Linked DNA regions of Mus musculus: all the other regions are linked to region 3. A link is a contact called in public HiCAR-type, Micro-C and promoter capture Hi-C data. All regions are on one chromosome and are shown on one strand. The core of a region is the stretch at or near the end of the contact, and the rest is flanking DNA. Distances in the headings are between cores, read along the strand shown.

Region 1 (2,700 bases), core at 77-2,576, 2.2 Mb after region 3:
ATCCCAACACTGCTAGCGCAAAGTGAGAGGAGGAGATAGGGGCATCTGTCAAAAGCTCACAAGCCAGCTACTCTGGAGTATACACCATCAAGAGAGATCCTGTCTCAACTGGGGGGAAAGGCAGAAGCGATAATTTAGTACTACTCTTTCGGAGGACCTGAGTTCGATTCCCAGTACCCACACTGGGGAGGCGAATAACCACCTGTGTAACTCCAACACCGGGTGCACATGATCCTCTGGTCTCCTCAGACACCTGTACTCATGTACACATACCCACACACAGTTATACATACACACATACACACACACACACACACTAATATAAACCAGATAAAAGGCAACAACCAACTCTTCAAAGTGGTCCTCTGACTTCCACATGTACGCCACGACACGCACCCATGACATGCACATGCCAGTACTCACGCATACACACACGCTAATATGATAAATAGGTGTACCCCCAGATGCGAGTACCTAGGAAAGAACAAATATAACTCAAGATAGGGAGGAAGGCAACAGGGAAGCTACCAGGTGCTCCCCTAACCCCCGCCACGGCCCCATACTGTCGTCTGCAGAAAAAAATACTGCACACCCGTAACAAGACGCAGTGGGATTCTCCAGCTGACCTAGATCATAAAGCTCTGGGGTCAGTCCGACGCCCTATCACACTCCCGCGCATCACAAGTAGACTCCAGAAAGAAGTGGGCTGCACTTAAGCTGATAGAAAAAAAGAAGAAGCCAGGGCTGGGAATGGGGTCGAAGCCCTGAGTTCCACCCTTAGCTGCACATTAACCACCGCGTGATGATGCACACCTGTAACCCCAGATTTACAAAGGCTACAATAGAAAGATTGCTGTACGTTCAAAACCAGCCTGGGCTGCACACTGAACTCCAGGCTAGACTGGGCTACAGTGTAAAACAAACAAGAAAACACAAGCAGAAGGGACAACGTCCCATAGCTGCGAGGGCAGAGCCAACACACAAGGAGACGGGGGAAAGGCCTGGAAACTCAGCAGGCCACGTGAAAGGGTCCATTCTGGCCATCGAGATTGTGCGCCTGGGAACAGATGGGGTCAGGAGAGGAGAGGGCCTGGTAGGAGGGTAGGAGACGGCAAGGATGGGCCTTGGAATAAAGCCAGGGTCGGGAGGGAAGCCCAGAGGGGACTCCAGCCGCCGGGGCTGGAGGTGCAGGTCGTACCTCTCCGGAGCTAGCCGCCGGAGCTGCAGCCTCACAGTCCCCCAGCCTGCCAGCGTAGGGATGCTCGAAGCCGGCGCGGCCACAGCTCCACAGAGACCCCGGTAAGGGGCGTGGCTGCGGCGCACGCCTAGACGTACTTCCGCTTGCGCCCGGATGGACCCGGTGCGGTCGCCATGTTGGGTGTGGCATAAAGTACTCTCAGGATTCAGAGGCGTCCAGAAGGTCACGAGTGACCAGTCTCTTAAGCTACCTCCGCAGTTTCTTGCTGTCGCTCCAACAACATGCGTTCTGCTCCAGGCCTTTGCATTTGCCATTCGCGCTACACACTGCGCTCCAAGTCATCTGTCACAGCGCTCAGGTATCCTAGATAACCATAGCAACCTTCATGTGCACACGCTCCTGAATTTGCCCCTCATCTTGCGTTACAACTCTCAATAGCTCTTTGCACCGCCTGACTTGCTAAGCCTTTTTGCTTGTTTTGAGTCTCACTCTGTAGTCCTGGCTGTCCTGGAATTAGCTATAAAGACCAAGCTGGCCTTGAAGTCACAAAATCCGCCTACCTCTGCCTCCCATCTATGCCTAGGCCACTGTTTATTTAATGTATGTGAGTGCACTGGAGCTGTCTTCAGACAAAGTTTCTGGGAATTGAACTCAGGACCTCTGGAAGAGCAGTCAGTGCTCTTAACCGCTGAGCCATCTCTCCAGCCCCATCTTGTTTTGTTGTTGTTGTTGTTGGTTTTTGGTTTTGTTTTGTTTTTTTGTTTGTTTGTTTGTTTGTTTTGGGTTTATCGAGACAGGGTTTCTCTGTATAGCCCTGGCTGTCCTGGAGCTCACTTTGTAGACCAGGCTGGCCTCGAACTCAGAAATCCGCCTGCCTCTGCCTCCCGAGTGCTGGGATTAAAGGCGTGCGCCACCACGCCCGGCTGTTTTGTTTTTTAACACTACTGAGGATTGAACCTAAGGCTTCCTTTCATGCGTGCTAAGTAAGCACCCTGCCTGTACCCCCATAACTAAGCAGAGAGTCTGCCTGGTACTGTTCTTTGCATGTCAACACTGAACAAATAAATATTTGCTGAATAAATGAATAATAAATGTTTCCACGGCGTTTCCAGTTAAAAATGGTTTCCTAGAGCTCGTGAAATGACTCGTCAGGGAAAGGAGCTTGACTCTGACTGACCACCTGAAGTGAGTTTGATTCCAAGGACCCACACGCTGGAAGGAGAAGACTGCCTTCTAGAAGCTGCCCTCTGGTGTCTGTGTCTGCACTGGTCATGCACATGTGCTCTCGCTCGAGTGTACACAGAGAAAGAGTCAGGAAGGAAGTCCAGATGGTTTAAAATTAAGATAATAGTTTAATGGGAGCTGGGGATGTAGTTCATTTGAGTATTTGTCTAGCAGATACATAACCCGGGGTTCCGTCCCTGGCACTATATAAACCAAACCAAACGGAAACAATCTTAGGACTCAGAAAGTGGAGGCAGGAAGACCTGCAGGTCAAGGTT
Region 2 (2,700 bases), core at 44-2,543, 2.1 Mb after region 3:
AGAGGAGGGGTATCCAGACAAATGCATCTCTCTGTGCCTCGGTCCTGAAGACTCCTGGCCCCCATTAACAGGTCCCAGTTTGTAAGGACTTAGGGTACTGTTCCCACTTAATTCCTGGTCTTATCTTTATGGCCCCCATGGGGCATGTGGCCAGGACCAGGGTCAGAATAGGCCCTACTGAAGCAATCAGTGCCAGCCCCAGATTGTCGCAGATCACCTAGAGCTCCAGGAGACTAAGCCTGGCAAGAATCGTGAAGGGACTGAGAAGTGAGGACGGCCAGCTAAGACACCAAACCTTCCTGTATGCTAGACTGTCAGATACTGTAACCTGAGAGTGGAGAGAAGTGGGCAAAGACAAGTGGAGTGTGAATGGGTAGAGGCAGCGCTTATGCTGAAAGCCACGGTCCAGCATAGGATGAGTCCACGCCGTCGGGGAGTGGTAGTGTGGGGGAAACAAGCATGGGAGTGGGAGGCGGGGCAGAGAGGCAGGGCTGGTGTGAAGGCTGTGGGAGGGGCCATGGGGGCGTGGCACAGGGAAGTGATGGGGCGGAGCTAGCAGGTAGTGAATAAGAAGTCATGTATGAGGGCTAGAGGTGAGGCCAGGTAGGTGGGACGAAGTGGGCCCAGAGGAGGAGAGTGGAGCATGTGGGAATAATGGGGGTGGAACTAGGCAAATGAAGTAGGAGCAGGGGAAGAGGGGGATGGAAGAAGGGCCCAGCACGCATCAAGGGAAGCGGGGAAGGAATAGGGGTGAAGAAAGAATAGAGGTGAGGCTAGGGCCAGCGGAGAGGAAGGCAGGGAAAGGGGGCAGGCTCTGTGGTCTGGGTTGGGGCTGGCTAAGGGCACAGAAGGAACGAGGGTGAAGACAGCAAAGAGGCTTGGGGGCATTAGAGTGGGCAGTTCAGAGGCGGAGCCAGAGGCGGGGTCATATAGAGTGAGTGGAGCATAGGTAAAGAAAATGGGGCGGGGAATATGGTAAAGACTGGGTAGGGCCAGGGGCGGAGAGCGCAGGTAGAGATTGGGCGGAGTGTATAGGAGAGAAAGAGGGGTTTAGGGGCGGATTTATACAGAGTGGATGTAGCGTGGGCAGGGAGACTGGGAGACTGAGTGGCCGTAGGCCCCACTGGAGGCCGGACCTGGGTGGAGCCCTGTGGAGTGGGCGGGGTGTGAGGGGCGGGGCCACGAGGGTGGGCGGGGCATCTGGATGGTGAAAAGTGTGGTTGGAGGCGGGACTTGGGCGGAGTCACGCGGTGGGCGGAGCTAGGAGGGCGGAGCTAGGAGGGCGGGCGGGGCGTGGGCCGGGCTAGCTCGCTGCAGCTGCTGCGCCCCCAGCACGCGCTCACGGACCCGGGCCCGCGGACCGGGACACCGAGCAGGACGCCCGCCGCGCCCGGTCCCAAGCCTCGAGAAGCGGGGCACAGCGCAAAGGGTCCGGGCGCGGGCGGCAGGCAGGCAGCGAGGATCCCAGCCTGGGGCCGCCCGAGGTGAGTGTCGCCACGGAGGTGGCAGGGAGACGCCGGCGGGGACCTGTCGGAGCCTTTGTCTGCGGCGCGCGGCCCCAGTCGCGCCGCCTCTCCCTTCCGCCCTCCCAGGCACCGGATGGTTGCCGCACCCCTTGTCCGGGGAGGATGGGTACCCTCGCACAGTGCAAGATCCCCTGCATCCGAGCTGCGAGGGCGGGACGCAGGCTCTAGAAGGGGACAGACGCGGGTGGCCTTGGCCGAGCCGGATCACGGCATTATGTCCTCCCTTGGTCACACCTCAGGGGACCTTGCACCTGAAGTTCCTTCCGGACCCATCTCCTTCCATCACGCCCTTCTGCCCAGCCAGCTTCCTTCTAGTTTTGAAAAAGGTTATGACAGAGGCGGGGCCTGGGCACTGGGTCACGACCTCCGAGTTGCCCCTGAAGTCTCTCTTTGCTGGTGGCCCTGTGGGCCGGGGTCCAAGTTTGATACTGCTAGTGCTTCCTGCGGAAGAAACATCAAGGTCTGCTAGTGTCCGGACTGTGCAGGAACCTAAAGCATGGAGAGAGATGGGCCTGGGCTACCCCTCTGCCCTGCGGGCATCCCAGGCCTTGACCAGTCTGTGGCATTGATGTTACAGTCATCTGTCCCCTGGCACTCAGAGGAGCTGCCCAAAGTAGCTCAAAACCCACAATCCTGCAGCGGGGAGTGGAGCCTTAGGATGCTGAGGGAGACTCCCTAAACAACGTCTGGGCACGGGACAGGGGCATCCAAGGGCATCTTAGTAAACAAGACTTGTGGCTGGAGCCAGAAGTTCAAGGCCCGAGGAGGTTGAGCAGGCTGGCTTTCCAAGTGAAATGTAATTTTTCTGCCTCTTCTGCCGACTGCACATGTGGGGCAAGCAGCCTGAGAGACAATCCCTACAGCATCTGAGAGAGGCCAGTGGTGGTCAGCCGGGTCAGGGTTCAGTTAGAGCTGTCTGGCTGTGGGTTTGGCCCTCCTCTGCCTTTTTGGTTATCTCTTCTTCAGACTGGTGTTGTGTGCCTAGTTTTACAGGACTACTGAGAGCTCGGAGCCCTCTTTGACCCACAGGGTACTTAGGGGTGGCTTGCATCACTATTAAAACGCCAAGTGTGCGTAGCTAAATTTTTCCTAGCAACCACCCAGTCCCTCTTTGTGAAGTACTCTCTCACCCTCTAGGTGGGTGTTTGGTGCCAAGGATGGTCTGAAAACTAAA
Region 3 (2,700 bases), core at 40-2,539:
AATCTGCTCAGGAACACCATCAGCTACTGGAGCTGGGGTCAGGTAGGCAGAGAGTGGGAGCAGGGACAGTCCTGTGTTCTCTCACCCTCAACTTCAGTAAGATGAGGATGGCGGCAGAGATATTTGGCACAGCCCCAGGAGTACTTGATTCCCAGGCTACTGTCTGTCCCAGGAGCCGCCGGAGAGAAACTGTGAGGTGCTTAGTGACCAAGTGGGCTGATCATTCTTTTTTTTCTGGAATCTGGAGCAGGAAGGAAAAGCCCACAGCCCTAGTCCCCCTGCTCTGCACTCAAATGACAGTGGTTCAGTAGTGGGGGTGGTGCTGGGACTTGGCAGGACGCCAGACTTAGGGCTTCGCAGGGAGAGGGCTGCCAAGTGCCCCATGGCCCCCAGCCCAGACGGAGGCCCACTCACCCCACTTCAGCCAGGCCTCATTTTCCACCCTGGGTAGAGAGACTGCTGGCACCCTGGTTTCCCACAACCACACGACACCCTGTGTACATCCCACAGCCTGACCGTGAAGCAAGGGGTCATTAGCAGCCACAGAAGGCTGGCGATGGCCCAGGCTCCTCACCCACCAACAGTCTGGCAAAGGGATTCCCTAGCTGGGGAAAGAGAACGAGGAATACCCTCCTGCCTGAACCCAGGGATCCAGCCTTGGCTAGCGGGGGCTCTGCTGGGGAGAAGCTGACTGCCCAAAGGATGAAGACGGGCCTACCAGGAACCCATAGGATCAGAAGAGGGTCTATCAGGGGAGGGAGGCAGCTCCGTCAATCCGGATCGGAGGCCCTGGTGACACAGAGGGGCTGAACACCTTCCAGGGGGTGTTCGACATTAATCCCTGGAAAGGTTATCAGTGAACGGGAGGCGACTCCTAGAATGAAAGGGGATGGGGAAGCTCCAGCTCCTTGGGAGGGGCCATGACCCGGGGCCCCTGACCCCGCACCCGGGGGCGCGCGTCACCTGCTGGTAGTCGGCGTCCTCGGGCCGGAATTGGCTGCTGGTGGCCTCCCACCGCAGGTCGAAGTGCGGCAGCCGGTGCAGGAGGCTCACCCACCAGGGCGCCGCGTAGCTGACCCCGGCCATGGCGGGCGGGCGGCCACGGGCGCTGCGCCGGGCTTCCCTCGCTGCCGGATGCACGGGGCTCAGGGACCCGCCGACCCCTGCTCAGCTGCCCTCATCGTGCCCGCTTCCAGGGGCCCTGGCCCGGCCCGGCTCGGCCCGGCTCGGCCCGGCTCGGCTGCGCTCGGCTCCGCTCGGCCGCCCGCGCCCGCCGCCTCTTTGTTCACCGCCGCTGCCGCCGCCCCCTCCGCGCACCCGCCCGCTCGCCTTCAGGCTCCACCCCCACACCGCCATAGGCCCACCGCCCTCAGGCCCCACCCCAACCGCCCTCCCGGACATTCGGCCCCGCCCCACACAATGCTATTGGTCGGCACCACGCAGACCCCGCCCATACCAGGGCAGTCTCTGCCTCCGGACTGCCATTGGCATTTCTCCCATAGGCCCTGCCCCCTGCGTTACCATTGGTCTTTTTGCCTACACCTCTCGGTTTAGGCAGGACCCTCAACCTCTTCAGCCATTTCTTCCCTGTAGACCACGAAGGCTGGAATCCAAAGCTCACGTGTAGCATCCTCTCCGACCCATGCCTTTGCTCTCTGGTTTGATCCGGTTTCCACGCAGCCCTCATAAGGACCTGCCAGGGAACCAGTGACCTGTCTCTAGGATGGACATGATCTGCATTCGGGAGCTGCAGCTGTGTGCTCTTGGGCGAATGACTTAGCCTCTCGGTATCAGTGTTGTAGTCTGAGAAAAGGCGTTGCGGAGATAAACCGAGTGTGAAGTGCTCAGAACAAAGCCTGGCGCATAAGCCATAAAGCCGCGTGTAAGGCGATAATGGGCAGATAGATTGAATACCCACCTGCTTTAATTTCAGTTATGGAACCAGGGCCTTACGCATGCAAGCCAGGCACTCTACCACCGACCTAAATCCCCAATCCCCTGTTTTACTTTTTCTGTCGCGGGATCTCTGTAAATTGCTCAGCCTAGCCTCAAACTTGGCAGTCCTCTTGCTTCAGCCTCCCAGGTACTGGGATAACAGGCCTGAACCGCCGCACCTCACTTGCTTGCATCATTCTAAAGATGCAAAAGGAAGATGTAAAGAAAGTTCCCTGTATCCCATCTTGGAAACTAGGCTACTGGTCAGGACACAGCCTATAGAAAGGTCATGGGGGCAGGGGGGCAGTTCTTGCTTCTCCCCGGGTGGAGCGAACATATCCACTTGGCTCTGTGCACTCACAACCCTGGGGCCTTATGTTCTTAGAAACTAGACACATGCAGCTTCTCCATCGGCTAGGTAGCCTCACTCCTCAGCTGGACAGTGGCTTCCTGACAGACCTGTCTTTCAGTTCATGCAACTGCCTGAGGCATCTCCTTCCTTGCACTCTGGCCCGAGGGCAGGGGCCCTTTACAGAGCTGTGGGTTTCAATGTTCTGGATGGCTGGAGGAAGCTACCTAGCTGGGAATCAGCCTGCAGCGATAGGTAAGAAGTTCTTAGGCTTCTTACTCCAGGGCCACACAGCAATGGCTGTTCCCCCTCGCCCCACCCCCAGGCCGAGCTTTCCTCCTAGTGTCAAATGAGCACTTGCCAGACAGAGTCAGTGCAGCAGGTGAGATGCCCGCACCTGGCTAGATTTCCTGTAG
Region 4 (2,766 bases), core at 76-2,575, 2.5 Mb after region 3:
TCAGAAAAAAAAAAATTACAAACGGGAAAAACTTACCTTTGATCTGCTCATGTTCTGCTCCTCTTGGGGGAACTGTAGACACTGCTGACTGACCTGCTGGAGGAAAAGCTCGCTGAAATCGGAGATTAACTGGTCTACACAGGGACATGTCTCTCGCCTGGGAACCACCAAGTGAAATCGCAGCTTATACACACTGCAGAGGTGATAGGAAGGAAATCACAAACCTAACTCCAACAGGTGGAATGGGGGGTGGGAGGCGAGGGGGGGCGGGTACAGTTCTATGATGAACACTACGCTGCCTTCTTTTTATCCACGGGCATTTGGTGTAAAGGTGGGGGAAACAAGGGTACTTATTTTATTTCCTATTCAAACTGTTGCAAAATATGTCACAGTGAATGAGGATTCTGGGCACTATATATATATATATCTGGGATCCATGTTCCATGAGGTGACATACATGCAATCCCAACTCTCTGGAGGCGGAGACGGGAGGATCACCCACTACCAGAACAATATGTGCCACAAGGAATCCACGCCTCAAAAAAACTAAAACACAAAAAGGAAAAATGGTCCAGATGGATAGACGTCCGACAAACAGGGATAAAGCGTGGTTTGTTTTCAAACTATCCAACTAAACTTGGTTACTGCTGCATATCTTAAAAAGGGACTAAGGGAAGAAACTAGAAAACAATGGCACTCATTTCAACACAACCTTGATTAAGTCTCACACCTGTCGCAGACTCAGTCTTCCTTCACGAGCAGAAAGAAGTAAAAGCAGATTTTGAGCACTAGACCATTACGATGCCTCAAGGGCAGACTCGGGGGGGGGGGGGACCACAGACAGAGCAAGAGAGCTGATGGACGCTGAGTGACACCGTGGGAATCTGGAGCCCTTGAGTTCTTCAGTGCCTGCACTCTGTCCTCGGGACTGACCGTGCAGCCCAAAGCGATGCAGCTGTCCCGCTGTCAGCCCGACCACCTCGACCCTCCCAGGCGCCGCAAGCTGGGGACAGCGGGGTGCCCGGGTGAACTGACTGGGCACCATCTGTGCCCAGCATCCCTCCCGCAGCCCCGATCGCTCTGCGCCCTCGGGCCTCACCGAGCAGGCGTCTCCGCTGCCCCTGTCAGCCTCCGCGCCGAGCTCTCGCTAGGCCTCCCTAGCCCGCACAGCCGAGTCTGTTCGCTGCCGCCCCGGAAGCTCCGGCCTCGGCCCTGCAGGCTCGGCAACTCCAGCTTAGCGAACGCAAAGGCTGCGGGAGGGAAGGTAGCCTCGACACACCAGACCTGCAGGAAGTCACCACGGCGCAGTGGCCCAGCGCAAGCGCGGGCACGCGCACAGGCCGCGACGCGCATGTGCAGCATCTTCCCGGAAGTCCGAGTTCCAAGGCTCTCCTTTCTCCCCAAGAATTGCACAGAAACTCTGTGTCCCAGACGCCTTCGCGCGCCACTGCATCTAGGGATCCTCGCGCAAGAACTTACCTCCTCCCAGCAGTTTGGGGGAGGTGCTCTGAGAGCAATGGCTGCCTCCAGCCATGCTCTTACCTTCTTGTTTGTCCTCACTCCCTTTGAGCCTGGAGAAACGGCCTGCTGCGTGAAGTCCCAAGTCTTGTCCCTGGCTCAGGACTCCTAAAATAAGAGGAAGATTGTGTTAGAAGGAAAGAAAACTGAGTGTCATTCTCGATTAACCAAACTTCCTTGAAGTACTAGGTACAAGAAATAACCAGCTGTGCTTTACAAAGAAGGAGGCACAAACACTAATGGTGGGTTTCTAGAACATACGTCTAATGCCCAGAAACTCTAAAAAACAGAACCAGAAAGAGAACACAGAAAGAAGAAAACACCTACCTGCAATGTGATCTCTGAAAGGTGATATTTAGGGCCGGGCGACAATGACAGTTTTCAACGATGGTTACATTATGATGAACGGCTCCTCGATTTCTTATTGAATTAATGCAACGACGTTCTTGGCCTAGTTCTTCATAAAGACGTTGGCGTCAAAATTAATAACAAAGCCTGTCAATAGAAAAAGTTCTCTGCGCCGATGCAGAGAGTAACGTTTTCATCCCAGAAGCACCAAGCGCCTTGGAGCGCCAACCCTAGGTAATAAACTGCTGAGCAACCAGCAGGAGACAGAAGCATCACGAATCCCTCTCAGATGCTGCAGGGCACACATGGTCTCAGGAGAAAGGGTGAGCCCTCCTCCTCGGAAGGCCTGCACTGCCATGGGGCACCTTCTCCCAGGTTCTCACCTCACCTGGTCACTGAGGTGCCCACCTGAGCTGGCTCCTATCTCTTAAACCAAAAGCTTCCCTTCCCCGTGGCAAGCAGGGGTTACGTCTCTGAATGAGGGGCCTGGGCTAAACTCCCCAGGTGACAGGGAGATAGGAACACTCTTTTCTCCAGGTTTACATTGCACAGATGGGACTCAGGCCTTTCAGAAAAGGAATTCCTTGCTTGCAGTGAGGACATTCAAGCTCATATAATTTTTGTATTGAGAGAAGATTTCGGTTTGTACACACATACGGAACAAGGGTTGCCAGTCAACAGACTGAGATCCTTCTGCTCTGCACAGATAGGAGAAGCTCAACCTGTGTGGGCCATCCTAGGTCTACTGGCTGGACCAGCAGGCCTACAGGCTTTCAGCTCCAAGTCCTGACCTAGGGCTCTATTGCCTCAGGCTTTAGAAACTAGACACTTAACGTCCTAGCCTTTCACCCACCAGTGACCCTGGCACCCGGCAGTTGTTGTAATATGTGGCCTCCAGCA
Region 5 (2,799 bases), core at 141-2,640, 2.3 Mb after region 3:
AAGTTCTGGAATTACAAGTGTGACTCACTGTACCCAGGAATATGTGTCTTTATTACAGAGGAAGGAGAGCTCAGAGAGTGAGAGTAACCTGTGCAAAGTCCCACAGCAGGAGAGGATGGCTGGCTATCGGCCGCGAACTTGGTGACCTTTCCTGTGACCTCTAAGGGAGGAACTAGATGTCCCAGCAAGGATTCTAGGGACTTGTCAGGACTGACCTTTGATGATGGGAAAGCCATGCCATCTCCCCTTCCCCTTTGATGGTCGCTGGAGGGGTTTGCCTGGGACAGAGATGCGTTTGGACACAGATCACCGTGAAGACTGGTCAGTTTCAGTACCCTGCCCAGCCTGTGGCTGGGAAGGGCCAGGGGCCCAGATCTTGTGGGCAGCCTGGGGTAGGGCCAGCATTCCAGGGGCCTGCCTGGCATGTGGGGAATGTCCCAGGAGAAGTCTCAGTCCTCCAGAAACTCAAAGGGAAGTGTTCTTACGTGGGGTGGTGTGTGGTGGGAGGTGGGAGGTGGTGTTTGTGGGAATGTCCCTCTGGTCTGGAACCCTGAGGGGCTGCAGTTAGGAGGTACATTGGGGCTGTGCCATTCTAGGGAGCTGACCTGCTTTTCTGATGTCTTCATAAACAGAGACCACTATTCCTGCCTTACCTACCCTGCTTCCTGGTAGACCAGCACCCCGGGGCTTGAGCATCACCACAGTAGGGACTTTTGTGGGCCACTGACTTGGGCCACAGTTACCACAATTTATTTAGAGTCAGCAAGGTGGCTGTACTCTATGCTGACCCGGGAATAGAAATCTCGGTTTCTGCTCAGGAGGCCCAGGCTACAAGGCCTTGAAAAACCCTGAGGCGGGCGGGGCAGGTAGGGCTCTGCATGCGCCTCTCTAGAAATTAACCTCCTTTCTACCCCAGACCCTTCTGGCGTCTCTGGCTTCTTCAAGGACCGGCTCTAAGGCTACTTCCTGGTACACCCTGGACCCTCCCTCCATCCTGAAGGGATCATTATCTTAAACCTGGTCCTTCCCATCGACTGGGTTTGGGGGTAGGGGTGTTTCAGGATGGCCTCAGAGAGCAGGAGAAAGTTGGAGATCAGCCAACTACTGCAGAGCACGACTGTGGAGGAACAGTTAAATGGACTAGCAAACACGAACGGGCCAGAGGCAGAAGGACTGCTATGAGTTCGAGTCCAGCCTGAGCCACACAGATACTTCAAGCCTAGTCTGAGTTACAGAGTGAAACCCGGTCTTAAACCCCAGAAAAACACTCCGGGGAAGCGCAGGGGACCGGGCGCGCGCTGCAGAGCCCCCTCCCCGGCAGGCCCGGGTAGGGGCGTGGCCACGGTGACGTCATCCTCCTATAAAACCCTGGGCGCCGCCGGGCTGGCTTTGTGGAGAACTGCAGCGGGCTAAGCCGTGTTGAACAAAGGAGGTCGGGCACAGCTATCCAAGCTCCCGGGGCCACCGGGCCGCCCTCCGCCACCATGACCGCCAACGGCACGGCAGAGGCTGTGCAGATTCAGTTCGGGCTCATCAGCTGCGGCAACAAGTACCTGACAGCCGAGGCGTTCGGGTTCAAGGTGAACGCATCCGCTAGTAGCTTGAAAAAGAAGCAGATCTGGACGCTGGAGCAACCTCCCGATGAGGCGGGCAGCGCGGCCGTGTGTCTGCGCAGCCACCTGGGTCGCTACCTGGCCGCCGACAAGGACGGCAACGTGACCTGCGAGCGCGAGGTGCCCGACGGCGACTGCCGCTTTCTCGTCGTGGCGCACGACGACGGCCGCTGGTCGCTGCAGTCCGAGGCTCACCGGCGCTACTTTGGCGGCACCGAGGACCGCCTGTCCTGCTTCGCGCAGAGCGTGTCGCCGGCCGAGAAGTGGAGCGTGCACATCGCCATGCACCCGCAGGTTAACATCTACAGCGTTACCCGCAAGCGCTACGCGCATCTGAGCGCGCGGCCGGCCGACGAGATCGCGGTAGACCGCGACGTGCCTTGGGGCGTCGACTCGCTCATCACCTTGGCCTTCCAGGACCAACGCTACAGTGTGCAGACGTCCGACCACCGCTTCCTGCGCCACGACGGGCGCCTTGTGGCACGGCCGGAGCCCGCCACGGGCTTCACGCTGGAGTTCCGCTCCGGCAAGGTGGCCTTTCGCGACTGCGAAGGTCGCTACCTGGCTCCGTCCGGGCCCAGCGGCACCCTCAAGGCTGGCAAGGCCACCAAGGTGGGCAAAGATGAGCTCTTCGCCCTGGAACAGAGCTGCGCTCAGGTGGTGCTGCAGGCGGCCAACGAGAGGAACGTGTCCACGCGCCAGGGTGAGTTGGGGACATGTCCCCTCCCTTGGGTCCTGACCCAGTGCACAAAAGCATCTCTGCACTCCTTCTATTTCCCTATTTCCTCCTGGGCTCCCTTTAGGCTCACAGGCCTCTGGGCTCCGCCATGAGGAGGTGGGCTTCTATTTTGAAAGATCTGATCTCACCAGATAGCCTTGGCTATCCTGGAACTCGCTATGTAGACTGGGCTGGCCCCGAACTCGCAGAAATCTTCCTTCCTGTCTCTTGTGCTGGGAATAAAGGCATGTACCACCCCTCTGTTCAGGACGTAGGCTTCTTCTGCTGGGAGAAGGTGACGTGGGGAAGTGGGTAAGGCCTAACACATTCTAAAGCAATACTGTCCACCACCACCCCCCCCCCCCCCGGCTGGGGGCGTGGGACTCCATAGACCTAGCTTAGATCTTCTCCGTTTCCTCTTCCTTCCCAGTCTGAGCCATCCCCATTCATGAGCCGATTCTTTAGGAT

The links. Promoter capture Hi-C pulls out the DNA fragments that hold promoters and counts their contacts. A called contact is a pair of places that touch in the nucleus more often than the background predicts. HiCAR-type assays count read pairs that join an accessible place to other places.
Region 1: a HiCAR-type map of astrocytes shows a contact between it and region 3, with 4 times the contacts expected there. The contact joins the promoter of Fbxl18 here to the promoter of Ttyh3 in region 3. A contact is called at or near these places in 3 of 39 promoter capture datasets (liver, pre-B cells and second pharyngeal arch cranial neural crest) and 1 of 115 datasets of contacts at active chromatin or transcription factors (astrocytes).
Region 2: a contact with region 3 is called in a Micro-C map of embryonic stem cells, with 5 times the contacts expected there. The contact joins the promoter of Slc29a4 here to the promoter of Ttyh3 in region 3. A contact is called at or near these places in 2 of 39 promoter capture datasets (cranial neural crest and hippocampal neurons), 1 of 484 Hi-C or Micro-C datasets (embryonic stem cells) and 1 of 115 datasets of contacts at active chromatin or transcription factors (astrocytes).
Region 4: a promoter capture Hi-C map of cranial neural crest shows a contact between it and region 3. The contact joins the promoter of Rbak here to the promoter of Ttyh3 in region 3. A contact is called at or near these places in 2 of 39 promoter capture datasets (cranial neural crest and liver).
Region 5: a contact with region 3 is called in a HiCAR-type map of astrocytes, with 4 times the contacts expected there. The contact joins the promoter of Fscn1 here to the promoter of Ttyh3 in region 3. A contact is called at or near these places in 2 of 115 datasets of contacts at active chromatin or transcription factors (astrocytes and embryonic stem cells).

The regions. Positions count from the first base shown.
Region 1 is chr5:142,893,912-142,896,611 of GRCm38.p6, forward strand. It overlaps Fbxl18 (F-box and leucine-rich repeat protein 18), which reads right to left and starts at 1,327. Exons shown (of 5, transcript NM_001033312.3): 1 at 1,199-1,327. It overlaps Gm38733 (a long non-coding RNA gene), which reads left to right and starts at 1,393. Exons shown (of 2, transcript XR_003955825.1): 1 at 1,393-1,556.
Region 2 is chr5:142,700,808-142,703,507 of GRCm38.p6, forward strand. Slc29a4 (solute carrier family 29 (nucleoside transporters), member 4) reads left to right here and starts at 1,294. Exons shown (of 11, transcript NM_146257.2): 1 at 1,294-1,484.
Region 3 is chr5:140,647,742-140,650,441 of GRCm38.p6, forward strand. It overlaps Ttyh3 (tweety family member 3), which reads right to left and starts at 1,290. Exons shown (of 14, transcript NM_175274.5): 1 at 964-1,290. The coding sequence starts at 1,086.
Region 4 is chr5:143,179,450-143,182,215 of GRCm38.p6, forward strand. Rbak (RB-associated KRAB zinc finger) reads right to left here and starts at 1,326. Exons shown (of 5, transcript NM_001045482.2): 1 at 1,100-1,326; 2 at 37-93. The coding sequence starts at 51. It overlaps Spdye4b (speedy/RINGO cell cycle regulator family, member E4B), which reads left to right and starts at 1,568. Exons shown (of 8, transcript NM_001384193.1): 1 at 1,568-2,189. The coding sequence starts at 2,172.
Region 5 is chr5:142,958,965-142,961,763 of GRCm38.p6, forward strand. Fscn1 (fascin actin-bundling protein 1) reads left to right here and starts at 1,391. Exons shown (of 5, transcript NM_007984.2): 1 at 1,391-2,316. The coding sequence starts at 1,485.